Linked DNA regions of Mus musculus: regions 1, 2 and 4 are each linked to region 3. The links are chromatin contacts, called in public HiChIP or PLAC-seq and promoter capture Hi-C maps. All regions are on one chromosome and are shown on one strand. Each heading gives the region's core, a stretch centred on a gene start, on an enhancer-like site or on the middle of the called end of the contact. The rest is flanking DNA. Distances are from core to core; before and after follow the strand shown. Region 1 overlaps Hsd17b11 (hydroxysteroid (17-beta) dehydrogenase 11). Region 2 holds the start of Zfp951 (zinc finger protein 951). Region 3 holds the start of Thoc2l (THO complex subunit 2-like). Region 4 holds the start of Sparcl1 (SPARC-like 1).

The links. Promoter capture Hi-C pulls out the DNA fragments that hold promoters and counts their contacts. HiChIP or PLAC-seq counts read pairs in DNA pulled down with a chosen protein or histone mark. Capture Hi-C pulls out chosen DNA fragments and counts their contacts.
Region 1: a contact with region 3 is called in a promoter capture Hi-C map of the 3T3-L1 cell line, with 3 times the contacts expected there. The contact joins the enhancer-like site here to the promoter of Thoc2l in region 3. A contact is called at or near these places in 5 of 39 promoter capture datasets (the 3T3-L1 cell line, cranial neural crest, pre-B cells and 1 more) and 1 of 484 Hi-C or Micro-C datasets (embryonic stem cells).
Region 2: a contact with region 3 is called in a promoter capture Hi-C map of adipose tissue. The contact joins the promoter of Zfp951 here to the promoter of Thoc2l in region 3. A contact is called at or near these places in 3 of 39 promoter capture datasets (the C10 cell line, liver and pre-B cells), 1 of 115 datasets of contacts at active chromatin or transcription factors (microglia) and 2 of 9 other capture datasets (adipose tissue and liver).
Region 4: an H3K4me3 HiChIP or PLAC-seq map of bone marrow-derived macrophages shows a contact between it and region 3, with 5 times the contacts expected there. The contact joins the promoter of Sparcl1 here to the promoter of Thoc2l in region 3. A contact is called at or near these places in 2 of 39 promoter capture datasets (cranial neural crest and second pharyngeal arch cranial neural crest) and 2 of 115 datasets of contacts at active chromatin or transcription factors (bone marrow-derived macrophages and large pre-B cells).

Annotation. Positions count from the first base shown.
Region 1 is chr5:103,997,629-104,000,546 of GRCm38.p6, reverse strand. The region is part of intron 5 of Hsd17b11 (hydroxysteroid (17-beta) dehydrogenase 11); the gene reads left to right. Among named protein-coding and RNA genes, the nearest start is that of Hsd17b13, 22 kb to the right of the region's middle. Within about 2 kb of position 1,501, at least 16 of the 459 cell types and tissues checked have an H3K27ac peak or open chromatin away from gene starts, as enhancers often do.
Region 2 is chr5:104,858,693-104,861,902 of GRCm38.p6, reverse strand. Zfp951 (zinc finger protein 951) reads left to right here and starts at 1,835. Exons shown (of 5, transcript NM_001039231.3): 1 at 1,835-2,236. The coding sequence starts at 2,207.
Region 3 is chr5:104,507,095-104,510,080 of GRCm38.p6, reverse strand. Thoc2l (THO complex subunit 2-like) reads right to left here and starts at 1,731. Exons shown (of 8, transcript NM_001166581.2): 1 at 1,510-1,731.
Region 4 is chr5:104,112,198-104,115,430 of GRCm38.p6, reverse strand. Sparcl1 (SPARC-like 1) reads left to right here and starts at 1,343. Exons shown (of 11, transcript NM_010097.4): 1 at 1,343-2,054. LOC330143 (a long non-coding RNA gene) reads right to left here. Exons shown (of 3, transcript XR_003955771.1): 3 at 1-3,233.

The DNA of each region.
Region 1 (2,918 bases), core at 252-2,751, 510 kb after region 3:
ATATTAGTCTTCTGTCGGATGTACAGCAAGCTAGGATTGTGTCCCATTCCTCAGCCACCATCTGTCTTTACTTGGTAACTTTTCTGGGCAGAAGTTCTTAGTGTCACAAGACCTCACCCCAAAAGAATCTATGTTAAGCTACAATTTTGTTAGAAAATAAAAGTAAGACTAAACCTAGGTTTTCTAGCACCACCCATGATCCCAGCACTCTGGAGGCTAAATTTCACACCAGCATAGGCAACAAAGTAAGATCTGTCTCCAACAACAACAGAAGAAACACACAACAAAAGGCAAGACAATCTGTTCAGAAAGCCAGTTCTTAACTCTGTCTGTATGAACTATGAAGCCCTAACTTAACCCTGAAGAAACGACAGGTCAGGCTGGAGTTGGGGAGCAGCCATACCAAAATACCCCTTGCTGCTTCCTCTCTGTCTCAGGATTTAGATGCTGAAATAGCATATTGGCATTCGTTTTTAAAAAATAAAATAAAATAAAAAACAGGTGATCTTTCATTTGTTAAAACCTGGTACTACATTTTAAAGCTATTGCCCCAGGACATGGCTGGACAAGGCAAGAGCGCCCTCTGCTGGAGCACAGGTATCCCGAGGAGAAATAATTAGAGACTAGCAGTGTGTGCCCCAGCTGATCACCAAACAGTCTTTTTCTTACATCTGGAGCACTGGGGTAGATGCTGTCTAGCTATCCGATAGGTGAGTCGTCTGAGGCTTACAGTTATTCCCCATGAGTAGCAGAAAGGAATCTCAGACCCAGTTACCCAGAGCCAGATTTCTCTCTGAAGAAACTGGAACGGCTTCTAAGTGGACGAATTTGAAATGTGTCCCAGATGACCGTTGGTGCTTAAATCCACCCCTAAGGGCACTCATATGTCGTCTATCACTTGTGTTTACACATGTAACACACTGCAAAGAAGCCAGGTTTCCATAAAGGCAAGAGTTCACTGTAGTCTGAATTTATGGGAATTAAATATTGTCATGCCCCCTGATTAAGTTCTTGAGAACTAAGAATTATTTTTATTAAATAAGCTTGGATAGCAATAGGGTTATTTCAAAATATTCACCTGCTAAATACCAAAATCAGTCCCCGGTTCTTTCTGTTTGCCTTTATTCTCTGATCTGATCCTGCATGCCAGCTTTGATCCTCCAGCCATGGTTTGATAATCTGTCTCTACCTCTGCCTCTCAGTGTCTCTTTGACTCTTTCTCTTCCTCTCTCTCTCTCTCTCTCTCTCTCTCTCTCTCTCTCTCTCTCTCCCTCCTCCCTCCCTCCTCCCTCTCTCTCCTTCTCCCTCTAATTTCATACAGCCAAAGCTGAATTCAGCTCGCTATGAAGCAAAGATGACATGAGCCTCTGCCCTTCCTGCCTGCCCCTGTCTTCCAGTTTCTTCTGCTTCTACTTTATATAACAACTCTGCAGCTGGTCATCTTTTTGTCACTCTGGCAAAATACTGGTGATAATCAACATACACAGAGAAAACGTTTATTTTTGTCCACAGTTTTGGAGATTCACGCCTGTGATTGGTTGGCCTCACGGTTTCCAGAACTTAGCTAGGTAACAGTTCAAGGTAGCAGGCAGTAAGCCAAGTGTGGTGACTCATGCCTCTAATTTTAGTGCACATTACGCTCATTATCACAAATTAAAGACCAGCTTGGGCTTAAATACTGAGACCCAACATGAAACAAAACAGGAAGCTTCCTTGCCATCTGTTCTTGAAAGAATTATTAAAAGATTTCTGTCAGTTCTCCTTTAAACGTTAAAAAGAAAGAAGAAGAAGAAGGAGAAGAAGAATAAGGAGAAGAAGAAGAAGAAGAAGAAGAAGAAGAAGAAGAAGAAGAAGAAGAAGAAGAAGAGGGAGAAGGAAGGAGAAGGAAGGAGAAGGAGAAGAAGAAGAAGAAGAAGAAGAAGAAGAAGAAGAAGAAGAAGAAGAAGAAGAAGAAGAAGAAGGAAGGAAGAGGAGGAGGAGGAGAAGGAGAAGAAGGAGGAAGGAGGAGAAGGAGAAGGAGAAGAAAGAAGAAGAAGAAGAAGAAAGAAGAAGAAGAAGAAGAAGAAGAAGGAAAGAAAGAAAGAAAGAAAGAAAGAAAGGAAGGAAGGAAGGAAGGAAGGAAGGAAGCTGGGCATGGTAGCTAGAATTTCCAGTTCAGATGTGTCTATATAGAAAGCTCTAGGCCAGCCTGGGCTACACAGTCAGACCCTGACTGTCTAAAACGAGCAGTCTTGAGTGCCAATTTAATTTCTTACTAAAGGCCTGCTCCAGTTTTTAGTTTCCTTGTGAAGCAGTTTCAGTGGCTGCCATTCCTTAGGTCTGTGTATCTCATGTGGACTCTGTCCCAGGGCTGTTCACGGTGCTCTCAGAGTCGTTATTCTGTGAGGTCCTAGTACTGCCCCTGCTGTACTCTGTTTTCATGTTCTGAATTCTATTTCCCTTGGCCATCCTAGCTTAGAATGCTAGGATGTGGTTCTTTTCAAAGAATCCTGGGTTCTCTTCTGTTTCTGGTCTCTGTCCACTTACTCATGGCTTCTCTGCTGTTTCTGGTCTCTGTCCACTTCCCTATAATTAAGTCTTCACTGTTTCTCAGTCGTCTTGCCTTCTGTTTGGTTTAATATGACTTGTAGCTTCTTTCTTAATCTTCTTTTACTTTTGATATTATAATGTAATTATATCATGTCCTCCTTTCGCTTCCTTCCCTCCAAACCCTCACCATGTAACATTCTCCCACCTTCAAATTTGTGGCCTCCTTTTCCTTAATTGTTAAAGTAGTTGTGTGTGTGTGTGTGTGTGTGTGTGTGTGTGTGTGTGTGTGTGTGTTCTATGTATGAGTACAGTCTGCTCAGCCTGTATGATGTTACTTGGTTTCAGGGCTGACCATTTGGTATTGGATAACTACTTGGAAGTGGTTTCTC
Region 2 (3,210 bases), core at 586-3,085, 350 kb before region 3:
AGCTATCCACAATTGGATTGTTTTTTAAATTAAGTAAAGTACCAGATTCAAGACAATTGATGGATTGTAATAATGTATAATAAAATTGTAATCATATGAGGACTAGTATCAATTAAATAAGAAGAAATGTTTAATGATATGTTTTAACTATATGTTTGTAAATGGAAGCAACAGTAAATATCCTGAATTAACTTTGACATTACCTTTGAGTGTGTTGTCTCACACTCGTATGATGTGTTTTAACTATATGTTTGTAAATGGAAGCAACAGTAAATATCCTGAATTAACTTTGACATTACCTTTGAGTGTGTTGTCTTAGAGATGTGCTGGTGAAGAATTCTTGGAGACACAGGGTTTCCATCTCTCATCATGGGGCTCCAACTCTTATCATGGGGTTTGTAAGAGAATCACCTGTCTTTAGCTTGTATAATGATTATCCTCTTAACAATTAATTATGTACAATTGCTACCTCTTCAGAAAAGGATTCATTGTTAAATTACCATTTTTGAGGGTTTCATATTTAAATTTCTATTTTGTATAAATTGTCTTGATAAGAAACAGAAACCATCTTCTTTTTCTCTATTTCTTAAATTTGTATTTTTTTGTACTGTAAATTCAGCAAATAAACCTGCAACTGATATGTACAATGGTGGGAATTGTTGAAAAATTATTTAAAGAGTTGTAATTCCACAGTATCTTTTGAGCATTTATATTCATACTCGCATATGCTTTCTTGGTACCAATAGCATGGGTGGAGGGAATTAAGGGAGCTTACAGCAGTGTTTAGAGACCTTGCACTGTCTTTCTTGTCTGCTCCAAAAGTCTGTGTCCTTGACACTCTGTCACCTCAGGTCCAACCCCCAATGGCAGGTAAGGTCAGCAGGGAGTTCCACTGGACAGGAAACAATGGTAGTGTCTTTGGATATGTCTTTTGAAATGGCCTTTAGTTGTTTGTTTTCTCCTTTCGATTGTTCCTTCCTCCTTTAATGATGGTTTTACTGCTGTGAACAGTTACCATGTCAAAGATAACTCTTACAAGGACAACATTTAATTGGAGCTTGATTACAAATTCAGAGGTTCACTCCATTAGCATCAAAGCTGGTGCATGGCAGGAGCCTAGGCTGGCATGGTGCAAGAGGAGCTGGGAATTCTACATCTTGTTACAAAGACTGTCAGGAGAATACTGGCTTCAAGGTATCTAGGACAAGGATCTTAAAGCCCTGTTATTCATGGAACAGAAAAACTTCATGTCATTCTCATATAATACAGAGCTTCACAATGGGAGGGCAGCAAGAAATTAACAGAAGCCCTGAAATACATTTATTGTCAACTGAGACTCAAAAAGAATAGATTTGAGGTTGTAGACGGGCTTTAAAATTTACTCTTCACGAAGCTAAAATATTGTAAACACAATATGGCTACATAATTTAAAATCATATCACACAGATATGTGCCCCCAAGGGCCCTGATTCAGTTCGTGGCTCTTCTGGGACTCTCAGCTATGCCTGGATGTTCAAGAGTCAGAACCTCCCCCCACCCTCCACCCCAGAACTGGGACACGTCACAGACCAGGAACTCCCTAACCAGCTCTAGCCTCGGCCCTCATCAAAGACTGCATTTCCCATCCCTGAGCAGACTCTTGGCTTCCCCTGAAGCCCAGCACCAGCCAGGCTGCAGAAAAGAAAAAAAGAGTCTAGATATTTATTCCCCGGTACGGAGCCCAAACAAGCTGTGCCCAACGGAAGTGAATAAATGGACTGACAGATTCACTGTCCAATCAGAGTCTCCATATGCGCCTGCCAGTCAGAAAAGGAGGAGGGTTCTTCCGGAAATCACATTGCAGGTTCTGCGAGAGTTTACGTGATTTTGTGTGTTGTTTTTTCAACTCAACTGCCGAGTACTGAGGGAAGCTCAGGAAGCTCTGAAGATACAGCATGGCCAGCACATCCTCACTCTCCGCAAAGGTGAGGAGCATATATTCCTCGGTTCAGAGCCCAAAGAGGCTGAAACCAGCGGAAGTGAATACATGAACTGACAGATTCACTGACCAATCAGAGCCTCCATACGTGCCTGCCAGTCAGAATAGGAGGATGCTTCTTCCCGAAATCATGTGGCTTCCATGCTATTGTGAGTCAATTGGTGTGTTGTGCTTCGACCTCAACTGCTGAGTACTGAGGGAAGCCTAAGCAAGCTCTGAAATTGCAGCATGGCCAGCACATGCTCACTGCCCACAAAGGTGAGGAGCTGGAGCCATTGTGGTGGGTCCTACTCGGGGCTGGGCGGGAACCGGCAGGTTTATGCAGCCGCGTGTGAGGTCTCTTAGTGTAAGCCATTCCTAGACCCAGCAGTGGCATCTGAATAACTTCCCTCTCTGGGCTGAATCTGCACAAAGCATTTGAAGCAGGGCCTTGTGTATAGAAACATCCTTGACAGGATGCCAGTGGCAGGCAGGCTTGGTTCCTCTAGTAGAGTCTACAAGTTCTTCTCCTGTATCATTTTTTGTTGTGATTCATCTGGAGTTAATTTTGTCTAGTTGTAAAAGGCATCCCATCTGTTGGGTGACTGAGAGCACGTTCTTTCAATATGTCTCTGCTTTTAAGGAACCAAAAAATAGATCCGTTAATTTTTGTACAGCTGCACCTTCAGCCTTTTAGAAAACTGTTTCTGAGACAAGCTATGTTGTCACGTGCATTCCAGTCTCATGCTCCCCAGGGCAATGACCCTGCTTTCCTTTTTATTAGACTTTCTTAGTTTGAATGTTACATGTATGTACAAGAGCGTTTTAAAATTACTCATTTAAGTCCTGTGATTAACTGTCCTTTGCAGTGGAAGAAAAAGTGCATTCCTGTGGAACTATGTCTTCTGCCTTCAGACTAGAACAGGAGGAATTGTTTACTGTGTACACAATAGGGTGAAACAATGTAGACAAGAGCTAGCTCACAGACTAAAGTTTAAGGGAGTCATCTGCAGGGGTCATCATTCTGAGGCAAAGTGAGTGAATGTTTTAAATTCCTCAGCATTTATTAATTCATGCATGTTTATAGAAATTGTACAGATTGGTGGGTATACAAGTTGGGGATGTTCTGTGTGATCAAACTTTGTTGATGTAATTATGTCAGCTGAGAAGCTGTGTGTGTATCAGGTTATAGATCAGCAGGTAATATTACACATAAGGACAAGATCATACATCATCTTATTTTGGCATTTCCT
Region 3 (2,986 bases), core at 482-2,981:
CTTAATGAATACACTTTACAGTATCAAATTAGGTATTCTGTTCAACACGGGGTTCTAGAAACAGTAACTATCCATGCTTCCTTGCTGTGGTCTGGTTATTGGTTTAGACCTATTCTAAGTGAAAGGAGAGGAAAAGGAGGAGGGTGGGAACCCCTAGACTACATACAGACATTTGATACACACGCATGCATGTCTCTCTACATCGGCAGTGGTAGGAATGAAACTCAGCCTACATAATATATAGGCATTTGATACACACACACATGTATGCCTCTCCATTACAGCAGTGGTGGGAATTAAACTTGGCCTACATGGTTTATTTTCATAATACCAGAATGTTTCATTTGGCTGACTATCCTGGTCTCTATTTTGTGATGTGCTTTCTTTTCTTTTGTGTTTTCTTTTACCTCTATGTCAGCAGTTCTCAACCTTCCTAATGCTGCAACACTTTGATACAGTTAGTTCCTCATGCTGTAGTGACCCAACCATAACATTATTTTTGTTGCAACTTCATAACCTACTGTTATGAACTGTAATGTGAACACGGTTTCCAATGGCCTTAGGCGACCCATGCTACTTACACCATCTTTTGGAACTACAAAGCTTGCTGGTATCAAAATAACTGTTAAGTATAAAGAAGCTAGCATCCCCATTTTGGCTTGAAATGAAGCGAGAGTATTTATATGAGTGTTTAAGATTAAGACGTCTTCTGCAAAGCATTCAAAAGAATAACTTCTGCCAAATATTTGGGCATATCATGAATACATGCCTTCAAATTTGTATAAAGTATACTGCAGTGTTTTCAGTACTCTATAAACAATCAACGTTCTTGTCCATGCACCTTGGCTGAGTTTCTTGAACTGGGGCTTCCCAGTTCAAGTTAACAATAATGCCCAGTGTCAATTTAAGCTGATAATATTCTGATTTTGGTTGTAAATATGATCCTGAAAATCTCCTACGGGAGGTAAATTTCTGAGGGCAAATGTAGCAGGCAAACCTAGGGACGGCAAAACACACTCCTAAAATCCTGGCACCCCGTCCTTTCTCTTAATTTAATCGCAACCACCTTCCCCGTATCCAGCATTTCCACAGCTTCAGAATATTGCAAAAAACTACTTATTAGAACCGGGTGAGGAATACTGAAGTAATTCCCGGTAGTGCTGTCAACTCTTCACTCCTTTCGCTCCAGTTCCTGAGTTTACTGCACCTGGCACACAGTTTAACTCTTCGGAGCTCGCGGTCCAGAAACCACCTACTGCCTGCGGGCCAGGTAGGCGTTCTATGTGCCCAGAGACGCTCACGGGAGCCACCAAATGCCGGGGCTGAGGAAGCGCCCGGTGACACCAGATCTCATTTAAGGTCTGTTCGCTTCAAGAACGCCCCGGAAAGACTCGGGGGTCTGTGGCTTTCCCCTGCGTGTGTTAGCACAGCCCGGTCCGCCAAGCCGCCGCCGAGCTGGACAGAGGCCGCAGCCCGCCCGCTCGCCTGGGGGCCGCCATGCCGACTCACCGCTCGCTCGCGCTCCGCCCGCGCCGCCCGCCGCGACCGCGCCGGCTCGCGCCTCCCCGCTCCAGCCGCCGCGAACCGCCTCTACGCCGCGGCTCGGGAAGGGCTTCACCGCTCCGCGCCCTCCTGACCCAGCTCGATAGGGACACCAACGACACACCGCCGACTCCACAGAGCGGTGGGAAACCGGTCGGGATCTCCTCGGCGTTCGGCTGACGTCACTGCGGAGGGACGGCGGCGGTGCAGCGAGTCCTCTGCGCACGCGCGGCCGCACTTCGGTTGCTGGCGGGGGGCGGGGGGCGGGGGGCGGGGGGCGGGGTGGGGACTGAGGTCGTTGGTCATCACTGCGCCTTTGTTAGAAAATGCCTTGCTGAGGTGACTGTGTGCACTGGCGGTTTCATTTGAATGTGAATGCTAAATACAAACAATTCTGAGAGCTTTCCGAAAATGATGTGGTTCAACTGGTGGAAAATCTGGTAGTGTACTATGGAAAAAGTCTGTTTATCTCCCAAAGTATGTTGCATCTCAAGAGAAGTCAAGGCATGAGTTAGGGAAGGACTAAAATACTTGTTCACTGTAGACAGCTGCCAAAATTTGTTCCCAACCAAGCCCTTAAAGCTATTTATAAAACTTTTTATCAGAAGGATGTATGTATGCATTATACAGAAACTTGGAAATATTTTATAGTTATTGCACATTGTACTGGGAGAACTGGGACATTGCTACTTGTGGGTGTCTGTCATGCTCTCTATCCAGTATGAAAAGAAGCTTTGATGAGGGGTGAAAGTTAAACTTCTTTATTTTTAGATTAAAATTCTTTTTAATTTAAAAAGGCATCAGGTTTTAAATACATTAAGAATTGAACTCATATTTTGACCCCATCTCCGAAAATTGTCATTTCTGTTGTTATCTGGTTATTATGTCGTGTATGTATAAAATCAATAAATTGTTCAGGAGTATATATCTGACCATTATGTTACAAAGCAACAGAAATACATAAAATCAAATGAGATGTGCAAATATGCATATATGTATCTCAAACACATGACTTAATAAGGTTTTTTTGATTCAATAGTAAGCTGTAGACAGATAGAGATGCACATTAAAAAAAATTTTTACCATGATCAGGATCCACTACATTGCCTTGCATATAACAGTAGATACTGTATAAGTGGCTTGGTCACTTTCCAAGCAATTATTTCTATTTAGATGTCTTTGCCCAATATGAAAATAATGAATGTGGGTGGGAGATTGTTCATTTTTCTTTCCCCAGCAACTATTTAATGCCTGCATCTTGGCAAGAGCTGCACTTACCTGCAAACATCATGATGTCATTTTCCTTTATCCTGTGGTGTATCTGTGCCACATTTGCATTGCCCGTCCATCACTCGAAGGGCATTTAGGTGGTTCCCCCTCGCTAGCTATGGTGAACAGAGCAGCAATGGACACTGCTAAGCAAGCATCTGTAGGAGGATGTCCT
Region 4 (3,233 bases), core at 94-2,593, 390 kb after region 3:
CCCTTCCTCAGAGGAGCTGCTCACACTCCAAACCTGAGCTGAGGAAAAAACATCCCATTGTCTGAGGCTTCAAGACGTCACATCCTCGGCCCTTTCTATAATCCTGATCCCAGACACGTGCGCCCTTCCCAGCTGGAAGGGCTCTGGCTCACTGCCCGGCTTCCTCTGCTCCCAGACTTCCCTGCTGCACGACAGAGATAAGTTCTGTTACCTTTCTCATTCTGAAAATCAGTGCGACGAATGTTCTGGGGTCCGTAGAGCGAACCGGCTGAGGCACGTCTGCAAACTTGTATAGCTCAGGGTTTTTATTTGCTTCACTTGGCTTTTGCTTTTATCAGTCTGGTTGCCTGTTGACTTTGTCACACACTCAGAGAGCCTAAATTACGTTAAATAACAACTTCTCATCCAGTGTTAGTGGAGAGTGTATAGTATCAGAAGCATTTGGGCTAGTCACCTGGAGAAGGGGGTGGGGGGGCAGTATCTCTTCCTCAGCGAAATGCCTGCTCAGTTGGCTAACACAGGCGGGAGGCAAGGAGAGTACCACCTTGCTATTACAGTTAGAGACCCGGGAGAAAGCGAACGTTGCTGTCGTCTGACATAAACCAAAATAGTTAACATTTGTTGAGTGTCTACTACATGGCAGGAGTTTTATGCAGTTGGTTTGCATCAAATTATTGAAACTCAGAACAATTGCCTGTGATAGACCTTATAATCACTCCTCCTATATCTGTAGCCTCATTTTATAAATAAGAAAGCAGATGCTGAGAGAGGTTATTACTAGCTCCTGGGTGTACAGTTAGGGTGTGGGAAAGTCAAGAAGAAAATCCAAGCTGCCTGTCCTTAAATCCTGTACAGTTAACATTACTCTGTACTATCTTTAAAATGGGAACGTAGTAAAACCTCCAAAGACTTGTCAGACTCCACGAACACGATGCATTGAAAGCTGTTAGCGCAGGGTCCGACACACGATAAATGTGCAATAAATACAGACACAACCATTGAAATGATTACACACATACATATACAGAAGCAGAGCCAGGCCTACTGCTGCTCCTCTAAACTTAGTACCCAGGAGGCAGAGGCAGACGGATCTCTGTGGGTTCCAGATTAGCTCGGGGCCAGGTAAATAAATAAATAAATAAATAAATAAATAAATAAATATTTACATGCCTTGATAGATGAATGCCACAGTGCAAAGTCAGAAATAAGCACACAGGAAGACCTCTTCTTGTACAGCCCGGTGCCATCATAGGCTTACAGAGGATGACTGACTGGGCTGGGCAAGAGCAGGCTATGAATCACAGCTTCTCTAAATCAGCATGCTCTAAAGAGCAGCAACTTCATTTTCCAGAGCTGCTTACGAGTAGGACGGTTAAAGCAGCCGGAACGGTTCTCTGTTAACGTTCAGACTGCGGTCATGAGGACAGCTTCCAATCGAGCAATATAAAAACGCATCTGCTGCAGTGATCCTTCTGTCCTTTCACCCTGGCTTTGCAGTCGCCCTAGGAATAAACAAGAGTGTGAAGCCTCTCTGCAGTGTCTCAGAGTCACAAGCCCCAAGGGATCCCAATCATACGATCTCTCAGAGTTGTTTGAAAAAAAAAAATTGCATGAAGAGCCAAATGCTTACACTCTGGCCAAGTTAGGAGCCTATGAGGAGGAGAGGCTAGGGGAGGGCCGTTCACTCCATGCATGCTGCAGAATTAGCTCTCTCCCTCTGGGTCTGCTCTGCTGCAAAGCTCAGCAGCACGGAGGGAGCGAGATCCAGGAATCTGCAACAGAAACCATGACAGCCTGAAACACCCTGTGGTGCCAACCTCCAAATTCTCATCTGTCACTTCAGACCCTGACTGGCTGACAGAGCAGCAGAATTTCAACTCCAATAAACGTGAATGTGCTTCTAGGCAAAGCAGCCAAGCTGACGAGGGAGGGGGGTGGAAGAGCTAGCTCCTCTTGGGCATTTGTCAAACTTTTACCTCCTGGCTGTGTGCAAGGAGGGGACTCAACTTCGGCTTCAAGCTACCAAGGCTCTGGATCCAGCCACCTCTCCGCAGGTAAATGTTAAATTTGCTTATATTGCCCAACTGCATGCGTTAAACTGACTTCCCTGATCTAAAAAGACTGCTTGATGATTCTGCTTAAATAATTCAAAGCCATGTGTTTATTTTTATAATCCCATTTGGAGTGATTTATATGAAGGAAAAAGGAGAATTTTACTTTGTGTGGCCATGTCTCTTTTCCTCCTACAAAATTAAATGTCGAGCACTAATAAACCATAGTTTTCGTAATGGCCAAACCAGAAGTATAGATTTCAAAATTTTAAAAAATGTGTGTTTGCCATGTTTAAATTACCTAACTGTATCTGTCACTGTCATGGGCCTGACAGCTGTGTAGAAGTAGAATGCTTTGTTTGTTTGTTTGTTTGTTTTTCAGTTAGGAAATATCTCTAACAGTACATTCTTCTTCGGTTACTTTCATATTATCCTTTCCCTCACAGTTTTCACAGATCTCTCTCCTCCTGCTACCTATCATTTGTTAAGAGGTGACAAGGGGACAGGGAATATGCCCGGTTCCTCATTACATCCTCTCTAGAAAAACACAATGCTAAAGGAGAAGTCAGGGCTAACAACTGTGCTGTCTTTGAGAAGGTCCTCCCATCTGCACCTTCCCCAATACAGCACTTCCTGCGAGCCTTTCTCGCTCATTCCTTCAGGAACAAGATCACCCTGCAGTAGAAAACTATAACCCTGCTTGCAGCTGCCAATCAATACAGTTGAAAAAGTACCCGAGAGAAGTCCTGCAGTATAGTCTCATCTGCAGTGCTTTTTGTCTGCAAAGAGGTTAAATGTGCCACCTTGACATTGCAGACTCCTCTGGGGCAGACTCCAGCCACACAGAATAGAAATGTACCCGCAGTGGGGAGAAAAAAATTTTACCCTCTCCTTTCTCTTAGATCCCAGGGTTTTGTTTTCAGTTTACAGCTCGCTCCACTAAATCTTTGTTTCTGACTGGTTTCCTTTGTTTTTCTTAAAGACACCCCCCACCCCATTCTTAGGAAAGATTTAAAGTTTGGATCGTCTAAGTGAAGTCCAATCAGGTAGAGCAGTCTGTTTCCTCTGCTTGTCAATCACCGGACACGACTTCCCACATCTGGGGAAAGAATGTGTGCGTTGTTTGAAGATCGTGCCCCCACCCCCACTTTTTTCCAAAGAGCCATTGAGCAGTTAGAACTC